Regions from separate parts of the Sus scrofa genome. Here region 2 is linked to region 1. The links are chromatin contacts, called in public HiChIP or PLAC-seq maps. All regions are on one chromosome and are shown on one strand. The core of a region is the stretch at or near the end of the contact, and the rest is flanking DNA. Distances in the headings are between cores, read along the strand shown. Region 1 holds the start of ARID2 (AT-rich interactive domain-containing protein 2). Region 2 holds the start of SCAF11 (protein SCAF11).

What was found. HiChIP or PLAC-seq counts read pairs in DNA pulled down with a chosen protein or histone mark.
Region 2: an H3K27ac HiChIP or PLAC-seq map of alveolar macrophages shows a contact between it and region 1. The contact joins the promoter of SCAF11 here to the promoter of ARID2 in region 1. A contact is called at or near these places in 2 of 5 promoter capture datasets (fetal liver and liver), 19 of 47 Hi-C or Micro-C datasets (alveolar macrophages, blood, embryonic fibroblasts and 10 more) and 2 of 2 datasets of contacts at active chromatin or transcription factors (alveolar macrophages and skeletal muscle).

The regions. Positions count from the first base shown.
Region 1 is chr5:76,634,743-76,640,909 of Sscrofa11.1, forward strand. It overlaps ARID2 (AT-rich interactive domain-containing protein 2), which reads left to right and starts at 2,643. Exons shown (of 22, transcript XM_021092987.1): 1 at 2,643-3,079; 2 at 3,194-3,287; 3 at 4,358-4,455. The coding sequence starts at 2,988.
Region 2 is chr5:76,872,869-76,879,035 of Sscrofa11.1, forward strand. It overlaps SCAF11 (protein SCAF11), which reads right to left and starts at 3,783. Exons shown (of 15, transcript XM_021092989.1): 1 at 3,521-3,783.

The DNA.
Region 1 (6,167 bases), core at 1,393-3,892:
CCGACGGCGACCACACTGCGCGCCGGGGCTGCGGGAATCCTTGAGTACCGCCGGCTCTGGGCAACCAGCTTCCGGCAACCGGACTCCCGGCCGACTGCGAGTCCCCGGAGCAGGGACATTTGGAGCTCCCCAAACCCGCGACTCTTGGCGAGAGGAACCGGCGGAGCTGTGGACTCTGGCATTTAAAAACTACCGAAAAGTCTCGCTGCACAAGTGGTGCGGCGCAGGCCGCCGCTGCCGCTCCGCGTCGCCCGGTCCCTGTCCCGTTGGAGCGGGCCTGGCGGCCCAGGCGACCCTCCTACGAGATCGCGGTCAGCTGCCGGCAGCGTGGAAGAGAAACCAGAGCCACGGAAACGCCGCGGCAAGTCCCCGGAGCAGTCAGCCGCAGCTTTCTCCTCTCTCCTTAGTTACAAGTACCCCAGCAGCTTCGGGCGCTTCCTTCGAGAAAACGAAAACAGTGAAAAAGCGTGGAGGTGGTAGGAGTCGCTGACATTTTCCGTCGAAGGAGATCCCCTCGGTTCCATCCTTAAGCAGGATTTCCAAACTCGGATGCTTCCTCAGCGGAGGTATTCCATGTTGACAGATCTCTCGCCTCCCACAAAATGGGGCTGAGGAGGCGGCCGCTGTCTCCTCTATGGGCGCCGCCATTTTGTGAGGCGGCGGCGCGGCGGCAGGAGCCCGGGGTGTGTGTAATGGTTGAATAGAATGACCCCCTCTAGGGAATCCCCGGCGCTGACAGTTACGTAAGGGGCTGTGCGCAAGTGCGGCGTTCAGGGAATCCGCACAGCTCGGGCCTCGCAGCTCTGCGGCCCACATCTCCACCATCCCTAAGCGGACCGGTGGGGGAAGGGACAGATGACCTGGTCTCCCTCCTGCCCCGCCCCCCCTCGCCTCCGGCCCCGGCCCGGCTCCTACACTCCCCCAGCCTGGGTCTCCGCCCCTCCCTGGCTTCCGAGGCACTTACTGGCCCTTCGGTGTCAGGAACTTCCCAGCCATAGCCTTATTATAACCGACCCCATTTAAGAGACAAACTTTCCTTGCGAAATAAATCCGTTTCCTAGAGTAAGCACCGGAAGCGTGCTGGGCTATATTACATAATTCTTTTCACCACCAAGTACATGTTCTCATTGGAATCACTACCTGAAATAACCCATCCAGACCTTTACTGGCCTGTGTCCTTGGTTGTCGGTGACTTTGCCCGTAGTGGCCGTCACAGAAATGGGAATGATAATAGGCTTCACACGTCGTGGAGCTTAATTAACATTTGTAGCAAAGGGCTGACTCCAGCTGCTGGTAGATGCAAACTTGTAGTATTTGTTGAGGTGTTGAGTCTCCCATCTAAGCAGCCTTTTTTTTTTTTTTTTTTTTTTTTTGAGCTTCAAAGAAAAAATATTTGGAACTAAGGTCGCATGTGAGACATTTCAGAGAAAGCAAAAATTAAAGGTTTTAGTCAATAGTGGTTTAAAGCGCACTATCTTTAAGATACCTTAATATAAAAACAAATGTTAATTATTATCGTCAAAGTTCAAAAGATTGCTTCCCAACCAGTTTAATTACTGTTTGCATAACTCAGCACAGAATAATCTAGTTTGAGACGTGAAGCCAAAGGGAAGATGAATTAAGAGCATGACTCTATTTCTACAGAACTAGGACAGTTCACATTGTATTTCATTTACAGTTCGCTAAAGTTAGTTTGTGGATAATTCATGGAAAATGTGCTAACCAGGCCCCCAAATACCAGCACAAGGCTCAGAAAAGCCGATTCTCTTAGACCTTAAAAAAAAAAAAAAAAAAAAAAAAAAGATTGACAGATTGACTTTATTCTGATCAGTGAAAAGATGCGGAGCGTGAGGAGCTGCCCCTCTGGGCTTCCTTTCGCTCCCGAGCGCCACACAGGTTCTGTCGGGCGGGCGGGGACTCCAATGGGCCCTTCCAACAGCCGGGCCGGGGACGCGAACATCGCCTCCACCCCTAACCCTGGAACAACCGGTAGTGGCCGTTTCCCCGCGCCTCCCCCCTTTCCGCCGGCTTTGTGTGCGTGTGAAATGTGCGGCACATTGCAGATGAACCCTAAGCCCGGCGAGCCGAGTCTATTGTTCCCCGCGAGGAGCAGCCGGGGCGGTGTGGAGCCAGGCGCAGTGCCGCGGCCGGCCCTCGGGGGTCGCTGTGCGGCGCTGGCTGCCCGGCTGTGGCGGCGCTGGAGCCGGCAGAGAGGGAGGCTGGCGGGGAGGGAAGCAGGCGGGTGGCGCGCAGCGGCTCGGCTGCCGCCGGTGCCTTCTGCCCGGGGACGCCCCGGCCGCGAGGCCGCGCGTGAATGTGTGCGAGGGCCCAGCGGAGCTGCGGCCGGAATACACGCTGTCACCCCGCTTTCCACAAACCACCACACAGACCTCCCCCTCCCCACCCCCAGCCCCGCCTGCCCCAGCCCCGCCGCCGCCGCCGCCGTCGCCGCCGCCGCGGCTGCCGAAACTCCCGGGCCTCCGGCCGCCCCGGCCCCTCACCGTCAGCTCGCCTTTCCCCTGGCCTGTTCGCGCGTCCCCGGCAGCAGCACCATGTTGAATCGCGTCCCCGGGCCGAGCCGCCTGGGCCGGCGGCGCTGAGAGGCGGGCGAGAGCCGGGCCGCGGGGAGGGAGGGAAGGAAGGGGTGGGGGCCGCGCTCGCCCCGCGGCTTCGCGCGGATCCGGCAGTCGCCTGCCCCTCTAGTTTCGCTCCGATTTCTTTAAACTTTTTTAGAAATTCCCCTCCCTCCTTCCCTCCTCTCCCCCTGGCCTCCTGCTCCCTCCTTCCCCTCCTCCTCCTCCTCCTCCCCCTCCCTCCCTCCCTCCCTGCGCCGCCGCCGCCGCCGCCGCCGCCACCGCCGGCCCATGACTGAGCCCCGCCGCCGCCGGCCGAGGAATGGGCTCCGGGCTCTGGTAGGAAGCGCAGGGAGCGGGGGGCGCTTTTAAAACACCGATCTGGGTTTTTTAAAAACCTCCTTTGAAAAAATAATGGCAAACTCGACGGGGAAGGCGCCTCCGGACGAGCGGAGAAAGGGACTCGCTTTCCTGGACGAGCTGCGGCAGTTCCACCACAGCAGAGGGTGAGAGCAGAACCGGGGGGGCAGCGCCGGGGCGAGCCGGGGCGAACAGGGCTCTCCCGCCCGGGCCGGCGCGGGGTCCCGGCTGACAAGTGCGGGGCTTTCTCTCTCCCGCAGGTCGCCTTTTAAAAAAATCCCTGCGGTGGGTGGGAAGGAGCTGGATCTTCACGGTCTCTACACCAGAGTCACTACTTTAGGCGGATTCGCGAAGGTGAGTGGAAGTTTTAATTTGTATTTCCCTCTCGCTGGCCTCCTCCAAAAAGTCTCCTTTGACCCCGGAGTGGGCGCTCGGGGCTGGGGGGGTGGCCCGCGGGGGCCAGAGGCGTTCTTTTCGCTCCCAGCCGGTGGCACGGAGGCGGACGGCGGCGGGGCTGTTTTTGGCCTGGTGGCTCGCGTGCGCGCGGCGGGCGCGGGGCTCGGCGGGCGGGCGGCCCGGCGCCGGCTCGCGCCCTGCCCGGTGCCCGGCCGGCCCGGCGGGGTCTGAGCGCCGCAGCGGGGAGTGCGGGCGTGCGGGGCGCCCGCCCGAGCCCCGCGCCCGCCCCGCGCCCGCGCCCGCCCGCCCGCTCGCTCGCGAGTCAGCTCTGCCGCCGCTGCCGCTCTAGCACAGGCGGAGACACAGAGACACACAGACTCTGAGAGCAGTTTTCGTGCAACTCAAAATTAGCGCGGGCAGGTTTAACATCGATAATCGGCTGCGAAATGATCCCGGCAGCCGGGGGCACAGCCTCGGCCCCGTCGCCCTCGGTTTATACAGCTAACAAAAGAAACCAGGACCTGTCTCCAAATAGCCATCTTAGGCTTCAAGGCTAGGCAGAAGCTGTAGGCCTCAAAGAAGGGCCTATGGAGATGGATAGATCTGGGAGAGGGATCGGAATCGGCCCCGGCCCCGGCCCCCCCAGAACCTGCGGACGTCGCTGTCCGGAACAGTATTGATCCTTTTGAACTTTTTTTTTTTAGTGTAAACGGACCGCGTTGAGATTTAAAAGGGGGCGACAGAGGGACTTGCGATTGGTTATTGTCCGGGCTTCAAAAACAAAACAAACCCACCAACACCCCCCCCCGCCCCCCAAACAAAACAAGTGCTGTTAAATACAGGGCTCTTGGGTGAAAACCCAGTGATTCAAGCAGCCCTTGCTCAGTTACTCTTACGGATCGAGCCGAATCACCCACTGATGCCTGAGGTATCTCCACATCTCTGTAGAATGGGTATTTATTTCATAGTTAGGTTAGAGTTTTCTTGGATTGTGCACTCTCAGACAAGTGTGGCTGTGTTTTTAACAGGTTTCTGAGAAGAATCAGTGGGGAGAAATTGTTGAAGAGTTCAACTTTCCCAGAAGTTGTTCTAACGCTGCCTTTGCTTTAAAACAGTATTACTTGCGGTGAGTAGTAGTGACTCTTCCAACAGTGTTTGGAAATAAGGGACTTATGGGGAGATTTTTTTAAGGAAAAAAAAAAAAGAGAAGAAAGCCCCAAACCAGAAGCAAGCCTTGCTCACCAATTTCTAAACGTCTGTTAATTTCAGCCTGAGAAACATTAAATATCAATAAAGTGAGGTTGTAGGAAGGTGAAAGTTTTCCTTTCCTATTTTAGGATTGTTTACATTTTTCATACAGAATCATTACAGGTGACACCCCACCCCCATTCTTGGTAAACATTCTTTTGTGACATTGTTATTGATTGCTTGATATCCACAGAGGGGCAGAAAGGTGATGCTTAGTAAAAGAGTTAAGATAGTTAATGAAACTTTGTATCCCTTGGGAAATTTTTTCTTTGTTTTGGAAACTCTTTTGCCCTTTTAAATTCTGACTTTAAGATTTTTAAAAAATGAAACTTTTATGTGTGTGGAACCGTGTCACTGAGTAATTTTTCAGTAGAATGTTTCTGCATAGCGTAACATGTTGGTGCTTTAAGTGACCCGGGTTGTTTTTAGAATTTGGGGGGGGGATTTTTGAGTGACTTAAAAACGTTTAAAAGGATTATTGTTTATTTAGGAAGATCAGGGATACTACAAAATGGAAGACTATGATTTGGGTTTTCGTTCATTCTCTCCCCTCTTTTTTGACTGTTTGACGAAGTAAATTTCTTACTCAGTTGGCATGTGATACAGTTTAGATAATCTATTTTGTAATTAAGTTTTAATATTTTCTTTCAGTTTTTCTCCTAGGAATATTTTCATATTGTCTTATTTTTAATATTTATCTACCTTCATAGTCTCCTTAGTTGCTATTTATTATTTAAAATTAAAATAATGCTCTTCATATTTATTACTTTTCAATAATGATGTTATAGGATGGCCTTTTTTTTAGGTAATGCAGCTTCTTCTGTATAATTGGAGTTTGGCATTTATCATTGCTCCAAATGCAATATCCATATGTGGATATTCTGTGTTATGTTCAGCATTCTGGAATAGGAAATGCAGTAATTGCACAGGTGTACTTTCTATTGGCTTAGATTGACTTCAGCCTTGAAGCTAAAGAGTTTGCAGAACTTTGTGAGTAGTTCTGAGTTACAGGGAAGTCTAGAAAATATTAAATATGGTTAGTTGTTATCTATTCTGAGTATGAGGTGGCATGTGTTAGAGTGCATATTTAAATAAAAGACTAAAACAAAAAACAAAGTAGAATAAAATTAACCTCTAAAACCATTGATTTAGTAATGTGGTGAGAAGTAGAGAATTTTTTATTTATGGTGATATTAATTGCTCATTTTCATTTGTAATGTTGAGAGGAGTGGTGTTAATACATGTCCTGGTTTTCTGGTAATCAGTTTGAGCCATTTAGATTTTAACTGTTTAAAATACATGTTTTAAAGTTAATGCCTAATATTTATTAGATGATTGATTGAAACTTAATATCCAGAAGTTACTGTATGAGAGATATGTTTCATGAGATTGTGTTTTTCTGAAGAATTTACATTCATATTAACAGGGTTTTAGCACAATCAAATGGCTAGACTCCTAGTTTACTACAAATTACATAAGTATTGTTTTTCCAGTTGTGATTTCTATCTTGGGATCATATCCTCCATTGATTATACTTATAGGTACTATTTTTTTTAACTATGTAGTTTCAGGATTGTTTGTAACTCTTTA
Region 2 (6,167 bases), core at 2,533-5,032, 240 kb after region 1:
TACTTCAAACCCACCACGTTAGACTCAAAAGTGATTTGATCTTTATTTGGTATCACCATGAACTCAGCTGTAGAACTCAGGACACAGGAAATTTCTCTCTCCTTTACCTTCTGTCCATCAACTGAGGCCTAATGATCACAAACGTCATTCACTTTTGTCCATCTCCACAATTCTCAGCCTATTTCAAGCTATCCTCGTCTATTCTGGACTGCTACTGCAAAAGCCTTAACTAATTTTCCCACATCCACTCTTGTTGTCTCTCCTCCTTTTCCACAGTCATCACCACAATATTAGTTCTGCCTTTTGAAACTACTAAAAATAAGACTAATCTGACTTGTAATGACAACATTTCTAACAGTAAGTTATACCACTCTACAGTTGGTTAAGCATCTTAGTTCCTTCTATATTGGCAATTCAGTTTCAGGGTCACATTCTGTCATATGCTCCCTTAAACTGAACTGATCATAGTGCATGGATATAAGTAACTTAGCAATTTATGCAAAAGAATGAGACTTGTATAACGTTTCAAACCACAATTACTTTTTTTAATGCTTTAATGTTTCTAGCTGAAAACATGTTAATTCATGAACTATTTAAGCACCTACAATGTGTCAGACATTGTTTACTGTTTAGGGACCAAACAGTGACCCAAAATGACAAATTCCATTTTCACAGAACTTGTATTAAACTGAAGAAAAAAATAAAATAGTAAATTACACAGTATCTTGGAAAATAAGTGCAGTGGAGAAAAATCTGGCTAAAAAAGAGCTAAGAAATATAAGAGGAAGGCGTGCTGTCTTACACAGAAGAGTCAAAGAAAACCTCAACAGCAGAGCAGAATTGTGGCTAGAGAAAGAGTGAGGTAATGAAGTTAGAGAGCCTGGTAGACCATAATAAGGACTATGGATTTTACTATGACTGAGAAGGGAAGCCATTTGAGAAGAGAAGTGACCTGATCTGATTTATTTTATCAGGATCACTCTGGCTATTGAGTATTAAAGACTATAGGTGAACAAAGGTCATAGTGAGACTTTTTGGGATGCTATTTTGCAAGTGATAGATGAGTGTTGTTTTTACATCTTATATCGAACTTTTATGTAATTAAGTATTAGGAATTACAAAGCCACAACTTAAAAAAAGAAAAGAAAAAAGAAACGCAAGGACCGCAACAATGCAAAGATGAGTTTTGGGAAGAGCAATAAAATGATTCAAGATATTTAAACACTGGGCTGTACTTAGTGCTACTAACATTTATCACCATTCAGATGTAAAATAAGGTGCAAAGCTATTAATTTATTCTTTGGGACTAAGAATATAATTAAAAATTTTTATTTCATTTGGCAAGGTAAATCAAGATCCAATTTCACTTAAAGACAAGAGTAAATAATGGTAGAGTTTACTAAAAGGAAGTTACAACGAAAATCATTCAAACACTGACTATCACCTTTACGCCAGCCACTCCAGTTAGGTTTTATGACTATTTTTCACTGATGTACCTAAAAAAAGGTAGAGAAGTAGTGTAATACTGAATTCTCTTATTAAGATGCTACTGATGACAAATCAACATCATCATGTAACAGCCCTGATTCATCCCATCTCTGCTGATTAACAGCACAACTTTAAAGAAAACTGCCTAAGTATTGGTTAGTATCCAAAGGATTATGGGGAAGCTGAGTGACCCCTAAAGAGTTTCAATCTCCTGGACCCCCATTACCACCACCTAAAGGCATACAAAAAAATTCCCCTTAAAAATTTCTCCATGACACATGTTTCAGGCAGCATATTTAGGAACAATTTCCATTTTCTTTCACAGATTTCTTCCCCCTTAACATACTGAAGAATGTCTTTACAGAACAGTACATGAGTACCCTTGGAGTAAGCAGACATCCAAATCTTACACGGCCAAAATGTGAAGATGTACTCAAATTCTCAGGCAACAAAAGGTCACTATCTGAATGTAAAACTATATACTTGTAAGACCAAAATACATTATAGCAAAAAAGTGCAGTTACAATAAGCAGGGCTAATATTAAATAAATCCTTCACATTGCATAAACAAAACATAAATTCCAATTATCTTTGATAAAATAGTATCATGCAAAAAGAAATCCAGAACAATTTAAAAATTTCAATTCTTATGGACAGTAAGTTAAAACAAGAAAAACGAAAGTCCCATAAACTTTTAATTTCAGCTCTCAGCCAACAGCAAAAAAAAAAAAAAAAAAAAAAAAAAAAAAGATTAAGCCAACTGCCGAACAGGAAAGAGAAAGCAATGGTCTGGAAAGACACTTGATTATGTATCAAAATTTTAATGCCAACAAAACACAAAAACTAGCAGTTATTTTAAGAATGTGTTTCAAAATCCTGCGACTGAGGTTAAGTAGTAATATGCATGAATTAGCTTTTCTTTTAAAATGAAGAAACACCTTTTAAATACGCTTTTTCCAATATTCAGTTAATTTCCAAAACTGCAAAAATTTAAGAACAGCCTGTACTAGCCAAAGCATTATATTAAAAACTTTTTGGTCAGTTTGGCCTAAAAAATCTTAGCTCACAGATAGTATGATAAAGATGTCAAAATGAAAGCCAAAATGAATGAAAAAAGCTCAACTCGTAGGCACTATACGTAATACGGCACAGAAACACTTTGAGGATATTTTAAAATTCCACATTTGAATCTGAATGCTTTAATCAACTACTCCAAATCAGGCGCTTACTTTAACACAATTTTTCAAAATACGGGGGGTTGGGGGGGGGGCAAGACAGACATCCATTTGTAAGCAGCGTCTTTAAAGATTCAAAATTCCTTGTATCTGAGGAGGGACGCCTGATGGAGCTAAGTTTAGATCTCCTGGCCCTTTTGTTGTCAGCCCAGGAAACTGGTTTAGAAATTGGGGGTGGAAGAAGAGTTTGAAATTCAGGGCACGGGGTGACGCGGGTGCTCACAAGTGCGGGCTCTGCCCTGGTCGCGCACTCCGAGAGGTCACGGCGCAGTAAAGTTTGGTTTCACAAGCGAGCTTGGACGCTACCGACAAAAGCAAAGTCTCGCAAGTCAAGCGGGCGCGGGGGTCGGGGAGCGCCCGGAAGCCCAGCAGGACACGTTTCCACCGCGGGGAGGGGGGTGTCCGTGTGGCGACTCCGTCGCCGAGCCTCTAACCTCAACCCATTCCCCCAGGACCCCCGGGCGGGGACTGGTTCCGCCGACGGGAGGCGGGTAGGCCACAAGAAGGAAATGGGACGGGGTACCGACAGCGAGGCGGCGGCGGCCCAAGCGCGGCCTCCCTCGCCGGGTGGCGAGAGGCAAGGGGGGCCTTGCCCGCCGCAACCTCCCCCGCCTCCAGAGGCAGCTCCAACTTTCCTCCGAGCGCAGGACGCCGCCTGGGCCGCGCGGGATTCCGAAACTTTGTGCGCCCTCCCGCGTCGCCCCGGGCCCGCTCCCCCGCCCTGCGCCGGCGCGTAACCCCCACCCCGCCCGAGAGCGGCCCGCGCCAGTCCACCCCTGGGGTCGGCCGGTGTTTACCTCAGGCCGAGGTCGAGGCGCGGGGATTCCGGCGGCGGCCCCAATGCAGGTCCCTAGGTCCCCGTCACGCCGCCGCCAAGTTCCCCAACATGGACTCCTTCGTCCGCTTTCAGGTGTTCCGGGGGCCGCTGGGGCGCCGGCTCTGCTGGCTGGGGCGGGTGGCGGCGGCGAAGCAGGGAGCGGACCCGGGCTGCGCTGCTCCGCGCGTCTTGCGCCACCGCTGCTCCCCCTCCCCCGCTCCTCGCCGGGCCTCCTCCCTCCCCGTTCCGCGCGTCCCCTTCCCCCTCCCTCCCGCTCTGCTCCTCTCAGCTCAGCGGCGCCTCCACTGGTCGACGCGCTACGGTGGCGACGGCGGCGGCGGCGGCGGCGGCAGCGGCAGCAGGACGGTCGGCGCTTTCCCAACTCATTTGCTCGCTCTAGCCCTGCGAGCAAGGTCGCAGCAATCAACCGGACCGCAGGGGGGCGCTGGCAAACCACCCTTTGCGCCAGAGGAACGTGACGGGCGGAGTCACGTCCCGTGGCCTGCGAGCGGGAGGGAAAACAGCGGCTAGTGGCTTCTGGGAAACATTCTCAGTGCCCGGCTCTCCCCCCACGCCGCGGGCCCTGCGCATGCGCCGTGCGTGGAGCGCCGCTGCTGGCTCTGCTTTGGCAGCGGTACCGGGTAAGCTGTTTGAAACACAATGAAGTAGGCTCTTGGGGACCTGGACGTGCGGGGGTTTGCGCGGCATTTGCTATCCTCTCTTTATGGTAATCTGATATGAAGAGTGTTTGTTGTTTGGCTTTGGGTTGAGTGTTCACCCAGCAGCATTGCCCACCTGAACCGCATCTTGCGGGGAGGCTGAAGTGGCCAGAACTCGTTAGCCCACCTCTTCCCTCCAGGTGGGCTTTTTAAACAGGCCTAGGGGAGAAGTTTCCCACGTGACTCATCAAACTTAGGCATAGCCCCGTGTCTTAATTCCCACAACAAAAAATTAAACTTGATGATCCACTCGTTGGTTGATAGTGACAGGTAATGATTCACTCCAGCAAGTGTCCGAGTCCGCCTAACGGAACATGTGTGCCACTCCTTCTCCCTCCGGTCGTCAAATCTTTTGTTTTACCTCCAAAATACCTTTCAGACTTTTTTAAAGTCACTCTTTACCCGCATAGTTTCTCCCGGACAGTTTCCTCACGGCTCCTGACTGCTCTTCCTGCCCTCAGTGTCCACCCCTCTTCTACCAGCAGGTCCTGGCAGCGCCCCCCGCCCTGTCCACGCCACTGTCCTGCCATCACCCCCCAACCCCCGCACCGTGTGCTGGAGCTCTTCCCGGGCCGCCCCACCTACTTGGCTCACCCAAGTTTCAGCTGTAGCCACCTTGCCACTCACACTTTTTCGTGTCGTCTGCCCCCTTCCTTTATGTCCTCATTGCCCAGGATGACTTTTTCCTCCTCACTTTCTCGGGACCCTGCCGAATGGGCACCCCTCTGCCTCTCTCCTCCGAGGTAGCTGGTTGCCATGACCCTCCTCACTTCTCTGGCTCCCCCATCTTGTGCCTCGTGTTTGGTCTGTTGAGGGTCAGTCTCACACTGTGAGCACTGGGACAATGTCTTAATACCTTCTTAATAACAGCTCCTGGCACAGTGCCTGTTACTCAATTAAGGACTTGGTAAATAGTTGCTGAAGGAGTGTATGAATGGCAGGCTTGTCTCTCTTTTTGTAATTTATTATTTTTAAAATTTTATTGGCATGTAGTTGATTTGCAATGTTGTTGCAATGTTGTCTCTATTTTCAAAGTGAGGTTTTTTACAATGTATAGTTTTTGATATAAGCTTTGGGAATTTAAATGGGCTTTACCGTGTTTGGGTATTTGAAAGAATGATAATCTAGAGAAGTTTATAGCAGTACATTATAAAGAATATGATAAAGAATGACTTAAGAAAACTTTGCTTAAGAAATTATATGATATAACCAGATCAACAAGCATTGTTAGGAGCCATTCAACTGAATACAATGAGAATGTCACCAAGCTTTGTGGTATAATTACATATATATATATATATATATATATAATCCTCACCCTAGAAAATCCAACTTCTTGGAGTATAACTCCAGATAGAGACTTCTAGTGTGCCATTCTTTTATGTAAAAATTTATGTACGAATATCTTTACATACTTGTTTTTGGGGAAAATGTTCTCTCTTAAAAATTAATCAAAGGTCAAATGATAACGTTTGCCAAATAAAAAAAACTGTAAATGGAGTTCCTGTCGTGGTGCAGTGGTTAACAAATCCGACTAGGAACCAGGAGGTTGCGGGTTCAATCCCTGCCCTTGCTCAGTGGGTTAAGGATCTGGCGTTGCCGTGAGCTGTGGTGTAGGTTGCAGACTTGGCTCAGATCCCTCGTTGCTGCAGCTCTGGTGTAGGCCAGGGGCTACAGCTCCAATTAGACCCCTAGCTGGGAACCTCCATATGCCACAGGAAGCAGCCGTAGAAAAGGCAAAAAAAGACAAAAAATTTTAAAAAAATTTTTTTTAATTTTAAAAACTATAATTTTTTTTTTTTTTTTTGGTCTTTTTAGGACCATACCTGAGACATATGGAAGTTCCCAGGCTAGGGGTCGAATCAGAGCTACAGCTGCTAGCCTACACCACAGCCACAGCAATGTGGA